Regions from separate parts of the Anser cygnoides genome. Here region 2 is linked to region 1. Evidence: chromatin contacts called from public Hi-C data. All regions are on one chromosome and are shown on one strand. Each heading gives the region's core, a stretch centred on a gene start, on an enhancer-like site or on the middle of the called end of the contact. The rest is flanking DNA. Distances are from core to core; before and after follow the strand shown. Region 1 holds the start of KCNK5 (potassium two pore domain channel subfamily K member 5). Region 2 has its middle 15 kb from the start of SAYSD1.

Evidence for each region. A called contact is a pair of places that touch in the nucleus more often than the background predicts.
Region 2: a Hi-C map of fetal liver shows a contact between it and region 1, with 1.6 times the contacts expected there. The contact joins the enhancer-like site here to the promoter of KCNK5 in region 1. A contact is called at or near these places in 2 of 7 Hi-C or Micro-C datasets (fetal liver and liver).

What each region holds. Positions count from the first base shown.
Region 1 is chr3:32,655,245-32,662,128 of Taihu_goose_T2T_genome, forward strand. KCNK5 (potassium two pore domain channel subfamily K member 5) reads left to right here and starts at 3,091. Exons shown (of 5, transcript XM_048080093.2): 1 at 3,091-3,431. The coding sequence starts at 3,246. It overlaps LOC125184888 (a long non-coding RNA gene), which reads right to left and starts at 2,928. Exons shown (of 2, transcript XR_007169489.2): 1 at 2,603-2,928; 2 at 2,300-2,534.
Region 2 is chr3:32,748,567-32,755,450 of Taihu_goose_T2T_genome, forward strand. No RefSeq gene overlaps it. Among named protein-coding and RNA genes, the nearest start is that of SAYSD1, 15 kb to the right of the region's middle. Within about 2 kb of position 3,360, at least 2 of the 3 cell types and tissues checked have open chromatin away from gene starts, as enhancers often do. A contact at or near this core is called in fetal liver, where this site is marked.

The sequences.
Region 1 (6,884 bases), core at 1,841-4,340:
ATAATGACCTATGCAAATACTACAAATGATTGATACTTGTAGTATTGCTCACCAGAGTGCTATCTGCTGTTTCTCCCCCGGTTTTTAATGAGATTTAAAAGCCTTTGAGTGAATAACCCTAGACTTTTCATTAATTTAGCTAGCATGAAAAGCTGTGGGGCCTATGTGGCAGGTGCTGTGGGTTAACAATAGGGGTACTGTTTAATCCAAGGGAAACAGAGAGTATAAAAGGGCCATGAATAAAAGGATATGGGATCTTTTATGAGGTCAGGAGAGGCATTTTAAATCAGGAGGTGCAAAGAGAGGCCAGCTACAGAAACATTCTTTCTTGCCGCACTTGCTTGGACAGCAGCATGAAAAAATGCCTTGTAATTTGCTCTGCAGAAAAGAAGTAAAACACCTCATTGCAAGAAGTTTGTTGATACTGAGAGAATGACTACTAACTGCAGGAGTAGTTGGCTACTGTTCATTGGGGAATAAACTATTCTTCTAAACAGTGTTATCCTTACCAGGATCATCTCTTTGGAACTTGGAGAAACACAAGGAGACAGTCTAACAAGTGCAATAGCATTTCAACACAGGGAAAAATGGTGTGTGATCTACAGGTTTGTTTGTTTTTAAACACTGACTGACTCAGTAACTGAGAGCACTAATTAAGCAATCAGTGATTGAGAGTTTAGAGTGGAAAGCAGAAATGTTGAATCAAAATTGCAAACAAACTTCCTATAAAATGCCTGAAAGCGCTCTCATCCATGCTTATATAATTGCAGTAGGTTCAGGGTCATTTGTGTCATTCCTCATCCCTTTAAGATAGAGTTTCAATGGTATAAATGGGCCTTTAGAGACTCGGAGACAGATGGAGAAGAGTACATTTTCAAAATTTAATCAAATACCTTCCAGTTATGAAGCACAGATGTTCAGGGTCAGGAACACACAAGTGAAACACTGCTATAACGTGTCAGACTACTGTTCCTGCTGTTGGAATATCCTAACCACTTGCAGGTGATTCAGAAGAAGGTGCGAGAACACCAGAAGTAGAATTATATCATAGTTCACCCTATGGGAAACATCTTGCTTAATGCTTTCAGTCACTTGCTTTGAGTTTTTACATACCTTACCCTTTTTAACTTTAATCTTAAATCCTTAAGTAAGGCAATGATGGATGCTCACATTATTCATTTATATGGCCAATGGCTTTTCAAGTTTTGCAAAGCTCTTGGGCCAAATGATAGCACCTGGGAATAATTTTCCTGCAAAAATCATGCATCATGAAATCCTTCTTTTCCATTTAATTAAGAGTTCTGCCTTACAACTTCATGAAACACCCCCCACTTTTGCTTTAAAATAAATTATTGTAATTTCCCTATACCATTCATTATTTTTAAAATGTGTATTATGCCACCTTCTACTTGATCTCTTCTAGCACATAATTACTTTTTTTTTTTTTTTTTTTACTACTACAGTTTGGCAATCCTTTTGTCTTCTTAATGTTGCCTTTACATAACTGGGGAATCCCATGCAAAAAAAGAGCGATGCTGATCACGTAACATGCTTGTGGATTTTGTGGTTTCTCCAGTCCTGCTTTTTAAGCTGCCAGGAACCTCTGGCAGATGTATTTTCATCAAGCACTGTACAAGCTAGTAGGAAGGACTGCTTAAGGGCCATGTAAATTTCTGTGGGCAGTCTCACAAGAGCATCCATTTGGCATGAGTCAAAGTTTTACAGATAGGTGTCTCTGGCTACCTCCTAACCGAGGCAGTTCCTTTGCCTTCCACATGTTCTCCTTTTTCCTTTCTCATACTTTGTTGTGTATTTTCTCCTTGTTTCCTTCCTCTTTCCAGTTTTCTCCATTTTCCCTCCTCCCATTTCAATTAGGGCCACATGAGAATTTCAGCAGGCTAACCTCAGCCCTTTGGTGTGTGGACTCCAGCTGACATACCTAAGCACCTAAAAATCCTTTGGACACCTCTGCATTTTTGACCATTTTCTTGGGTGTCCAGGGGGAAGAGGGCTAGGGGAGTCGGGGAATTAAGTTATGCCACAATAACAGCATTCCTAACACAAACTGCATGCACACCAGGAGCCCTTTGCCACGTCATGTAACACACAGCTCTATCTCGTCACTGAGTTGATCTTTCTCTGACCATTCAACTCCACTTCCAGCAGCCCTGATGTACGACTGTGGAGGAGCGTGGCCATGAAAGGCTCCTGGGAAGGGCTCCATGATCACGGCAAGCTGGTGAACTTCACCCCAGAGAGCTTGAACATCTCATGGAAACTCACAGGCCCACACGCATGGGTGCATACAGAAACGTGTGATTTATTGAGTTTACAAAATGCATGACGGAAGGGAGATGCTGTTCTTGTGGTGAAGGGTCCATAACACCCACGGACAACATCCCGGGGCAAGGGCAAAGCCTGCCCGCCGCCCCCCTTCTGTCCTCCTCAGAGCTGCTGCCACCTCTCCTCCAGCGCTTTGCCGAACGCCTTATTTCACAACCTTCCAGCGTCGAAAACGAAAACCTCCGGGGAACCTGGCAGGATGAGTCAAGTAACAGCGACGGTAACAAAAAGTCACTGAGGGAAGCGAGGCCGGGCTCACCTCAGCGGCCCCCACACTCGCTCCCAACGGCGGCGGGGAGGTCGCGCACCCTCCTCTCCCCGGCGCGGCCCCTCACGGGCGGGTGAGGGCCGGGATCGGGACCGGGACCGGGACCGGGACCGGGACTGGGATGGGGGATAGGGGCTAGGACCGAGATCAGAGCCGGGGCCATCCGGGGGCCGCACCTCGGGGCGCCCCGCCGGCCTCTCCCCCGCCCGCAGCCCCGCATGCGCACGCTGGGGCTGGGCGGAGGGGGAGGAAGCGGGAGGGCACCAAATTCAAATCGCTGCTGAGGAGGGAGGGGAGGGAAAAAAGAAAGAAAAAAAAAAAACGAAAAAAAAAAAACCACGGGGGAAGGAGGCAAGCCGGGGGGAGAGGAGAGGAGCGGAGCGGAGGAGGAGAAGTGAGGGAGGAGGAGAGTGGGAGGGGAGTGTGGAAGGCTCTAAGGGAAAGCGGCAGCGGCCGGGAGAGGCGGCGCGGCGCACGGCGGGGCAAGGCAGAGGTGTCAGGGGCGGCCGCGGGCACCCACGGCCGCAACGCGGGGCAGCCTCCCCGGCCCGCCCGCCGCGCTCCGCCCGCCCGCCCTCCCCGGCCCTCTTCTTCCTCTCCTCTCTCCTCTCCTCGCCTCCCCGCCGGCGGCACCATGGTGGACAGGGGCCCCTTGCTGACCTCGGCCATCATCTTCTACCTGTCCATCGGGGCGGCGATCTTCGAGGTGCTGGAGGAGCCGCACTGGCGCTCGGCCACCGACGACTACAAGCGACAGAAGACGGAGCTGCTCAAGCAGTTCCCCTGCCTGGGCCAGGAGGGGCTGGACAAGATTCTGCAGGTACCGGGCTGGCGGCCGGGCGGGAGCAGGTGCCGCCGGGCGCCCCGGGGCGGGACCGGGACCGGGAGCGGGGCCGGGAGCAGGGCAGGGGCAGTGCCGGGCTCCCCGGGGAGAGCCAGCGGCGGTCCCGTCTCCGCCGAGCCCGGAGCCTCCTCGAGGAAAGCTCCGAGCCCCGGGGGCCCGCGATCGGGGCGAGGAGGGAGCCCCCGGTTCGCTGCCAGCCCGGCACCGAGGTGCTCGCTGCGGCTCTTGGCCCACCCGGAGGGGCTCCCTCCCTCGTGTGTGAGGAGGGGAAGGTGAAGCCGAGCGTCTTGAGCGTCTTCTGTTTGGGCTGGACTTTATTTATTTATTTCCCATGTTTTCTCCCCCGTACTGAATGCCCTCGTTGTGAGTTGTCAGGGCGCTGAGTGCAGGTCTGAGGGGTCAGTCGGGGCAGCTGAAGGAAAGTTCAGGCCGCCCAGGGATGAGCGCCTCGCACCCAGGGATGCTTGCAGCCCTCTTCCACTTCAGCCCAAAGACCTCTTTCTAAGCATGCGGAGCGGGTTAATCGTCCTCTCCCTCTTATCTGGCAGAACGCCTCTTCAAATCTAATTATTAATCAATAGTATGTATAAAATCGCAGAGTAGTATAAACTTGGTTAGTGTCCTTTAATGGACGTGGTGTCCATTAAAAGATGGTGGCCAGCAACGGTGAACCGTGGAAAATAGGCTGCTTAGATACGCGGGGCTCCAGCAGTGGAAATGAGTCCTTTGGGACTTTATTTCAGAGATGTTTATATTGACTAGACCTCATGTTCATTGTGTTTCGGATTTTTAAAAAACTTTATTTTTAAATTCGCTAAAAAGTCTACTAAAATGCTAAAATACAGAAGACGGGGAAAATGACTCATGACTGTTGGCGTAATTGATACTGTGCAAGCTTAGAAGAGGGTATGGTTCTTGGTTCTAAAAGTTTGTGGTTTAAGTCTTCGTCCTTCGGTTGGTGGCTGCTTTCTGTCTGCTTCAGATAGCAGAGCTTTCTGTTGGCAGTGTCCTTGTTGTTACCGTCTCAGTACCCCCATTAAATACAGTGTCGTGGTATGGAGTGGAATGGTGGATGGAGGCTTGAAATTGTGGAGGGATGTCGGGAAAATGAAAGACGTGCTGTGCTTTCGAGGATGCCTTTGCTGTACTGGAATCTCACTGAAATCTTAGTCTAGGTTATCCTAAACCTGTCCAAGATCCCCGAGAGAAAAACCTTATTTGGATTGGGGTGTACCTTAAACCTAGTGTGCTTGACTTGCTGTAGATATCATTCAGAATCCAGACTCTGGCTCAGTTTAGGATGAAATTGACGTTGGTATGAGGGAATCATTTAGCTAGTGTTTTTCCATGACCTTTATCACAACTGATCCTGAAGTTGCAGAAAGATTTTTTTCCTAAAATATAAAATGACCAGGGAAAAAGTTATAGATTAGTTCATTAGGATGGACTATAGCATGTTGTAGAGTGGTGATGGGTGCAGAGTTAGTGAGGAGAAGTAGTATAAGGCAAACTGTGGGCAGATCAAAGTATTTGTTTTGAGTACTTCTGTACACCTCAGTGAGGAGGGCCTTCCCTCTTCAGTGTGTTAGCTCCTGGTGTATTTCTGTTTTGTCTCTGTACTGCTTCCAATTATACCTTACTTTCCATGTCTGACCTTGCTGGTCAGATGATCGCTTTTAGATATTCTGTTGTCCTCTTAAGCCCAGTTTAGCTAAAACATAAAACATAGCTCGCTCTTCTTTTACTCTTGTTGGTAACTGGAAACTTCTCTGCTTGCTTTCATCTAGACTTGTACTTTTGTTGCTGTTCTCATTTTGTGTGAGAAGTGGTGAGGAGGGAAGTAGCGTTTCCTACAGAGGAGAACGGCAGGGTGAAATCTAGCCCAGCTGATACAAAGAGGGGAGAAAAAAAAATGTAAGGGCATCAGGATTTCAACTTGAATAAGCTGTGAAGTATACTGTAAATAGTATTTGTAACAGTGCTTTGTCAAGCACTATCTATGCTTTTTCTCTTGGGTTCTGCTAATTCTTTTAAACATTATAAATCTCTGTCTCTTTTGGCAAATCCTGATCACCCTGCTCTTATATTAACCCCCTCCAAATTTATTCTCTTACAATTCATCCAGAATGTTGTTGATTTTAAAACATATATTTTTTTTTCCTAATCCACACTTCTGTTTTGCTTCTCTGAGCTTCTTCCATAGAATCCCTGAACTAGTTCCTGAGATTTTGCATGACTTAACCCATTTCTCAGCTTTTGCCTCCTGTTTCATGGCCTTAAGTTCATTTCAAAGCCTTTTATCTCTCTTCTTGCGGTGCCCACTAATGTTCTGTGGAGCCACATTCAGCTCTTCTAATTACTTCTCTGATATTCTCTTTAATATCCCAATTTAAAACACACTAGATAAAATTTTTTAGCAAATATCGCCAGATATAAGACGTTAAATGGTTGTTGGTAAAATGCAACGATGCCAAGAAATGTTCAACTTGAACTAACAATTCAATTTTGTTTACAGAAGCAAGCTGAAAGGTGACAAGGACTGACTTATTCAGAGACAGATCTCTCTGCTGCCCTTGTTCCCCACCCAGGTTAGCTCATGTGTTCATCTCAGCCTTATGTTAGCTGTAAGTGTAATAGAAAGTGTGTGGAATGGCTGCAAAGTTAGATGTCTAGGGTGATCTTAACCACTTAACCTACTCGTTTTTGGTTTTTGTTTTTATCAGCACAGACTCTCAATTCATGTACGGACTGGTATGTTTATACCAACAATTCAAGTGATTATTAAGGGGGCTGTATTATGTCAAATACTGTCTAAAGCTTGCATTCTGTAATAGAAGATTTCACAACACCTGATTACAGTACAAATACACTGCAATAAACTTTTATTGAAATGTTTAACAAACACTTTCACAAAGCTCACAAGCTGAGTGTTTTAGGATATGCTAGAAAGAAAGTCTTTTTTCTCCCAATCCTAAAAGTCTAAAAGTAAGCTTAAAAAGAGCACCTAGAAGTCATGTGAAGAATCAGTTTGCTTTCAGTTATTTTAAGTGCCATATTACTTACCCTAACTGTAATGTGTAATGGAAGTACTCCTTAAACTCTTATTGGAGTACATTAGACTATTATGTTAAAAGTGACTGACTCTGGACTGTGTAGAGGCTGGTTGATATAAGTCTATGGTTTATCCTTGCCTTGCTGCTGTGGCCCAGAGTCTGTCCTGGGACTCTGGGAGGAGGAAGAGGAAGAAGGCTGTGAGACCCACAGTGATGACACCTTTGCCTACCCTGCTGTAGGAATGAGTTTTGACGACAGAAGCAAGTATAAGACAATGCAGTCGTTTCCCTATTCTCTAGTTCCTTACTTTTACTCTTTATTGCTCCATCCTGATTGTGAAACATCAGCTTAATGATAAAGGAGCTATTCATCCAA
Region 2 (6,884 bases), core at 2,110-4,609, 94 kb after region 1:
TAGGTTTCTGTACAACACCACCCCACCTAGCAGATTTGAAAGGGAATGGTGAGCACAGCCATGAAGCAAGGAGACCTGTCATTGGAGTCTGTGGACAAATAGCTCCTGTCTGGGAAATAGTGGAAAAAAACAGAGTACTCGTCCCTCCCTCACACAGGCACAACATGCACTCTGGAGTGACACACAGACCAAGGGAATCCTGCCCACTCTAGGGAAGGCTTAAGATGTTAAAATTCCTGTTTCCTTTGGCATGGAAAGGAAATTTTTTTTGTTGTTTTAAAACCGATATTTCAGTAATACCAGCAGAGGAATTTGTAAATCACATGTGTAATAATGAGAGTAGTGTCTGTGCATGTGACATCTATGAGAAAGAATCTGAAGTGACTGAGCATGTCCTAGCTGCAAATATTGTAAATATGTAAGTTTTTGAGAGATTTTGGTTTCTGATACTTTTGCTCACAGTAGCTCTACCCGGTTCACAGCTCCATTTGGGCATGGTGTGTAGCAGGTTTGCAACGCAAGAAACACGTACATTATGCGAGATTGTTTCTACTTAGAAATGTTGTGCTTACAAAGGGCCCTGTTAAACATTTTGCATTTTCTTTATCTGAAGGAGTTATGTAACTGCACAAACCTGCCAGTCCCAGCTCTCTGATACCTTCCAAAATGGTAGCATGCATGGTACACGCTACATACACAGTAGTTTGTATGCACGCATTATGCGCACTGCAAACAATATGTTTAAGAAAGATGAATTACAGTGCTGATAATGTTTATCTTTATTGCTGCTGTTTTCATTGCAAACTCTGATAAAGCTTTGTGAGAAGGGTTAGCAATCCCTGGATTTGAATAGGCACTTGAAATTTTCCAAAGGGCTACCGTATTCAGATATTGACATTTTGCTTTGCATCCTGCGTTTGCTTTCTTCAGCAGAACAGGGAAGCAGGGAACCAGGAGGAAGATTCAGATATTCAGGAATAATGGAGAAAAATGATCAGTTTACACAAAAAACAAAATTCAGCAGCACTCCAGTGCCCAAAGATGCAATGTTTGCAACATCTAAGTTGACGTATGTGTTAAAGTAGTGCTCTTTACAATATTTTGATAAGGGAGTTGTTTTGTTCTTCCTCCACAAGTTGGATGGCTGTTGTCAGCAAAACCAACACTTCTTCAGCCATCCTGAATAGCTTCTGTATTCTCTAAGGGAAGACTTTTACATTGTCAAGAAATTCTGTTCAAGCAGCAAAGAGACTGTCCTTGGTAACAGCCACCCAGTAATTTGTGCAATGGTCCCTCTGCTTTGCTCTTCTGCACTGCCTGGTATTCTGAGAAATTTTGGCTAAAACTGCACAGGATTAGTCACTGTCAGTGGTGGAAAAATGTTCAAGGATATATTTGTGCTCAGTGCCATTTTGCAACAATATATGTGAAAGAATTTTCCTGTTACTATCTATCATAATATCCTAATGTCCTGCAAATAACACTGTGCTGCTGCAGTACAGTTGTTCATACATAGCTCTGGGGAAAATTTTATTGCCTGTTTTGCAATATTCTCAAAATCCAAACCAGGAATTTTTCCCTGTTGGTTCAATTAGGTCTCTGATGGCTTGCTTCATTCTGTTCCCAAGAACTTGGGGGTCTAGGGCCCCATTTCTTTCTATCTAGAGATGGAGCTCAAATGTGCCACTTGTGGGACAGCTTGGGCTGTGCTTCTCTAGATGTGAAGGAGATCACAGGTGTAATGCAGTTCTGAGGAGAAAGGTAAGTTCTGCTCTGGTGCCCTTCAGTTGTTCCAGGGACTGTCTTAGGAGACCTCTGACCTCTGAAGTTTTCTGCCCTTCTTCTTCCTCTAGGTGAATTCCCTTATCCACCCTCCACTCCTGTAATATATTAGGGCAGAGACCTGTACTGCAAATACCTTTCTTGATAAATATGACTACCCCTACATCCTCTTCCTCACCCTAGTGTTTTCTTTTGAATACTGTTTTATCTTCATTGACGTCTGATAAGTGCAGGCTCAGATTTTGAAATCATGGCTAAAGGAGGAGATCTGATCCCTTCCTTTTCTCCTGCAAGGTCAGCCAAGAAAGGGAGAGGCTTTGGCTGACCACCCAGCTACTGGGGAAGAGCATGGCAGAGATGGGGACATCACCGAAGCTGAGCAGGAAGAATGAAAAAGGTGCAGTGTGTTTTGTGTTCTGAGAGGCAGGGACATAAGTGGAAGGGGAGCTGCAGATAAGGGCAAGTGTGTGTATGGGGTGGGGTTAGCTGGAAGAGAATCTGGGAGCAGGACAGAGGACTCTGTATGTGGGGGAGAGCGAGAAGGTGGTGGTAAAAGGTTCTAGGGTGGGTTTTGAGGTCACAACTAAGAATTTGAAATGGAAGGATTTAATGGGGACCTTTGGCTTAGGACAGACTGTGATTACCAATGGGAAATACTTGTTCCTCCTCATCCACCCTTCGCACTTAGACACAAGCAGGACTCAGAGATGACTCAGGGACAAGAGACATCTAGACCCACCTCCTTGTACCTCCTCTCTGCCCCTTCCACTTGCTCAGACCACCAGGAGTCACCTGAAAAACCCTCTCACCATTCTCTCCTTCACTCGCGCTGGGGAGGTGGCACACCAAGCAACGCAGCAGAAACAAACTCACCGAGTCCAAAGTTCTCGGTGCTTCACGTTCCCTGTAAGGGAATGTTTGATCTTTGGTTGACTGCTTCTTTTAGGTAAACTTGGGCTTTGAACACATGTTCAAACATGCAGAGCACAGTTCAGAATTATAACAATGGCCCTGATCATGATTTTTGTGTGTGTGTGTTTCTAAATATAAACCATGGTAGCAGGAGATAAGAACAATTTCATCCAGGCTTCGGTACACTCCCATATCGTTTGTCATTACTGCAGGTGCAAAAAACACTACACTTCTACTAACAGACAAAATACTTCTTATTAGCAAAGTCTGAGTGTGCTTTAATGAGACTTTAAAATGAATTTTACAGAAATTACTAAACTCTGTATGAAATGCAATAATTGAAAATGTGGATCATGTGAGAGAGTATCATCGTGGCCTTGAAAAAACTATTAATATGTTTTTTAACTTTTTTTTTTTAAAAATGTGCATGATATAACAAGATACTGTGCATTGTTTAAAATTAATCTGTATTCTTTTGCAGTAGTGTGGTTTGTTGGAAACATTTACTAAAATCTGGATAGGAAGAAATGCCTGTGTAATGCATGCTCCAGCAAGTATAAACTCTTCTCGAAAACAATGTATTTCTCTTGTCAGGGCACTGGGCAGTTCCCACGTAGGCTGCACCTACAGACATTGCAGTGACTGTAGGAGGAGGCCTTCTTTATCATTAGCCTGTTTTTTATATCTCTGTTTGTTTCAGCTATGTTCCACGTTTCAATGCTGGCAATTTAAAACAGACCATTTGTAAAAGTAGAGCAAGAAAGTGAACAAAACAGGAAATCTTTTATCTGAGAAGGTTAGCCTGTGTATGTGCCCAGTAAGTAACCAGTTTGGGAGCTGTCGGTGTTGTATAAAGGAGTACAGACTCCTGGGCAGAATGTTGATGAAAAATTACTGAGATTCATGTATGTGACCTCAGCAAAGCACATCTGCAGGTAAAGTAATACAAAAAATATTGCAAACTTTTTATTTTTCCATGGCCCAGAGCACAAAAATAAAGGTTTGCCTTCAGATGGTATGTGATTACTGGATATGGAGTAAGAAACTCTCCAATGGGACCCAATTAATCCAGCAGCCTGAGGTCTATCTTGTTGATCTTACAACATTTTCTTAACCAACTGTTAAGGCTCTCATATCCTCTTGGCCTTAATTATTTGCCCTAACCGCTGTTCTGCTAAATAAAACGGCATCCAGTATTGAAAAAAATTGCAGGTGGTATTGTATCTATGACGTATTTAATTTCCTAAGCAATTCAGGCAAGACACTTACTGTTTTGTTTTGTTTTGTTTTAGAGTAAAAAGCAAAACAATGGATGTTATGTTGCTTAGAATGGAAAATTTATCTACTTGATGCAGCGGTAATTAAAAATAAGAAAATCAAACAATTTCCCCTGAAGATGAATTTCAAGACTTGCTTGTCCCTCTTCAGTGAATATCCTCCTGTCTCCTGTGGACATCTTGTTCTATCCAGCAGGTTAATTTTTTAGGCACAGTTTAGGATGCCAATATATATGTTTGCATGGTGAGCAACCGTTTCATCCTGTACTTTTTTGTTTATGACTAGGCAGTAGAAGTTATTACTATTTTTATGTGCTCAAAGCTGATAACAGCTCTCTCATTTAAAGACTAACCTTTGCAGCAGCAGCTAAGGTTGCTTTAAGAGACGAAGTAGCTGACCTTGTTCAATGGGAAAATTTTCTAGAACAGAACACCAGCAGTCTTAAAATACTGTAGATACCACATTTTTTGTGAGTAGAGGAAGGAAAGTTTGGACTGAATGGCAGCTCCAAACATTTACTTGTCTAAAGCTACATTCAAGATCTTGGTTTCTACTATATCTGTTCCTTGCATTAAACCCAGTAGCAGTAGGATAACATAGTACTAATCAATCACCTGTTGTCTTTTTATAGGATCTTTCAATTCAAGATCTTACAGTCCTTCGTGTTAGAATAGCAATCTTCTACACTTCCAGTGTTTCAAGTGTCCCACAGTAAGCTGTTTCTGGAATACAGAACAAGGGACTGGAGCTCTCAGTTCAACTCTGTTCTATAGTAAAATTACTCTGTGTATATACAAGTATCTACCCAAATACATATTGTTCCCTTTAGCTTCCAAATATTTTCAAGGCAACCAAGCTCAGGTTTTCAGCTAACTGAATGCTCAGAACTCAGGAAAATGCTCACTGACTTCATGCGTCCTGCTCCTGTGAGAAATACCTAGCTAGAGCTTTCAGGATAGTGAATACAAGAGAATATGCACATCCATACAGTAATAAACATCCCTGATATGGTTAGGAATGTGACTTGGGCAAAATCTTCACTTCTTTTTACATTTCTATTTTTAAGTTTCCGCAAAGTAAAACATGGGAAAACTGAAGCTTTTGTTGCCAAATTCTGTCCTGATATGCACAAACATGACTTTGATTGACCTTTTGAGGGAGGGCTATGCACTTCACTTAGCACAGCAAAGAATAGCATAGGCTTAGAGGGGGAAAGTTAAATAACTAATAGGGACTTCAAGATATTTATTGCCAAGTCAGAAGTATTTGATGAGCAAAAAATGGCCAGTTATCTAAATGTTGGGGTGAGGGATAGACAAAGATACAGTAAAGAATATAAATCAGCAGGATCAAGGCAACATCACAAAGCCAAAGAAATGGGAAAATGATGGAAAAACAGTCACAAAAACCAGAAATGTCAGGAAGGCGACAAAGATGCGACAAACAAGTGTTGAAGTCTGTCTGTGAAGACAAAGCAGGTTTTTTTTGTAAGTATGTCAGGAACAAAAGGTCTGTGAGGGACTGCGTAAGCCAAGGGGAAGTTGTTCATGGCAGTGCTAGATAGTGCTGGGAAACAGAGCAGTTTCTTTGCCTCACCATTCACCAGGAAGAAAAGGGAGAAACCTGCCAGTACCAAAATTACTTTTTTTTTTTTTTTTTTGAGAGCAAAATATGGAAAATGACTGAAAACTAAGTCTGCGTAAGAGCTGGCATCCTCTGTTACACCCCAAAATAGGTAGAGATTGCAAGCAGTAACAGGAGGACTGTCAAAAGCCAGCTGCATTGTCTGCATTGCCCCAGCACAGTACAGGTCACGTGCAAAGAGCAGCTCTCTCTTACCAGCCTCCATTCATGGTGTATGGGTTTTCTTTTTGTTTTTAATTCTTTCTGTGTGCAAAACCTTTGGATTAAACTTTAATTGTCCTCCTTCTTTTCCTTATGGTCTCCCTTTTGTTTAGGATGTTTGCTTGCTCCTACTCAGGCAGCACAGTGTGCCCAAAAAATGTTGCATTTTACACTCAGGACCATCATGCCTGTTTGTCTAGACTCTGTGCTCACCCCAAATCCCTGGGAATCCAATAAACAAGGCTATGTTACATTTGTGAATAAAAATTTGTCCATCCAATGGGAAAAAATAGGAGGTCAGCTGGGGTTTCCAAGCTCACAGTCATAGATTGAGCAAGGTTAATGCAATTATACAGAGCAAGAGAGTTTATTGCTACTGCTGCTCCTGGACCATCATCCATGAAGAACAGGAATCTCTGTTTAGCAATGGGACAGTTGTGATACAGGCATGCAGAAAGGGAACCTTTTCTTCTGCTTGTATGCCAACCCTGATTTGGAGAGAACACTGATAGGTAGGCATCAGCATGGCAGCAAACAGTTTGGAAGTCAGAAGTGACAGTTTCAAGCCCCTTCTTGCTGGTTAGGGTGAAAAAGCAGGTATCAAAGCTTCTGCTAGCATAGTCGGTGCAGTGCATGCTTCTGGTCTCTGGACTCAGGCCCCTTTCCCTGACCATATATCCCTTAGCTTTTTTTCCTAGAAGGATAGATGTTATTTTAACTCTCTTAAGTTTTAAAAGTTAGAAAAGGTTCTGCTAAATCTGTAAGCCCCTTCACTGCACGACTTACTGACTGTTCACTTTAGTTCATAACTTAACCAGTCTTCTTTTAGTTTCTGACTGTTAATTCTTTGGTTAGCAAGGTCAGTCTCCAACGAAAGGGGACAAATTCATTTCTTCCATGTTTTGCAAACATCTTTTCCCTGGAAAATAGATCAAGATCCTTCAGCTCTTGTAATCTAAATTGCTGCTCTTTGACACTTGTTTGGCAACTGAGAAGGGCAGGATTCAAAACAGCATCTTAGAGGTGAAAGGCTACATATCCTGTTAGTGGGAAAACTTTCATCTACA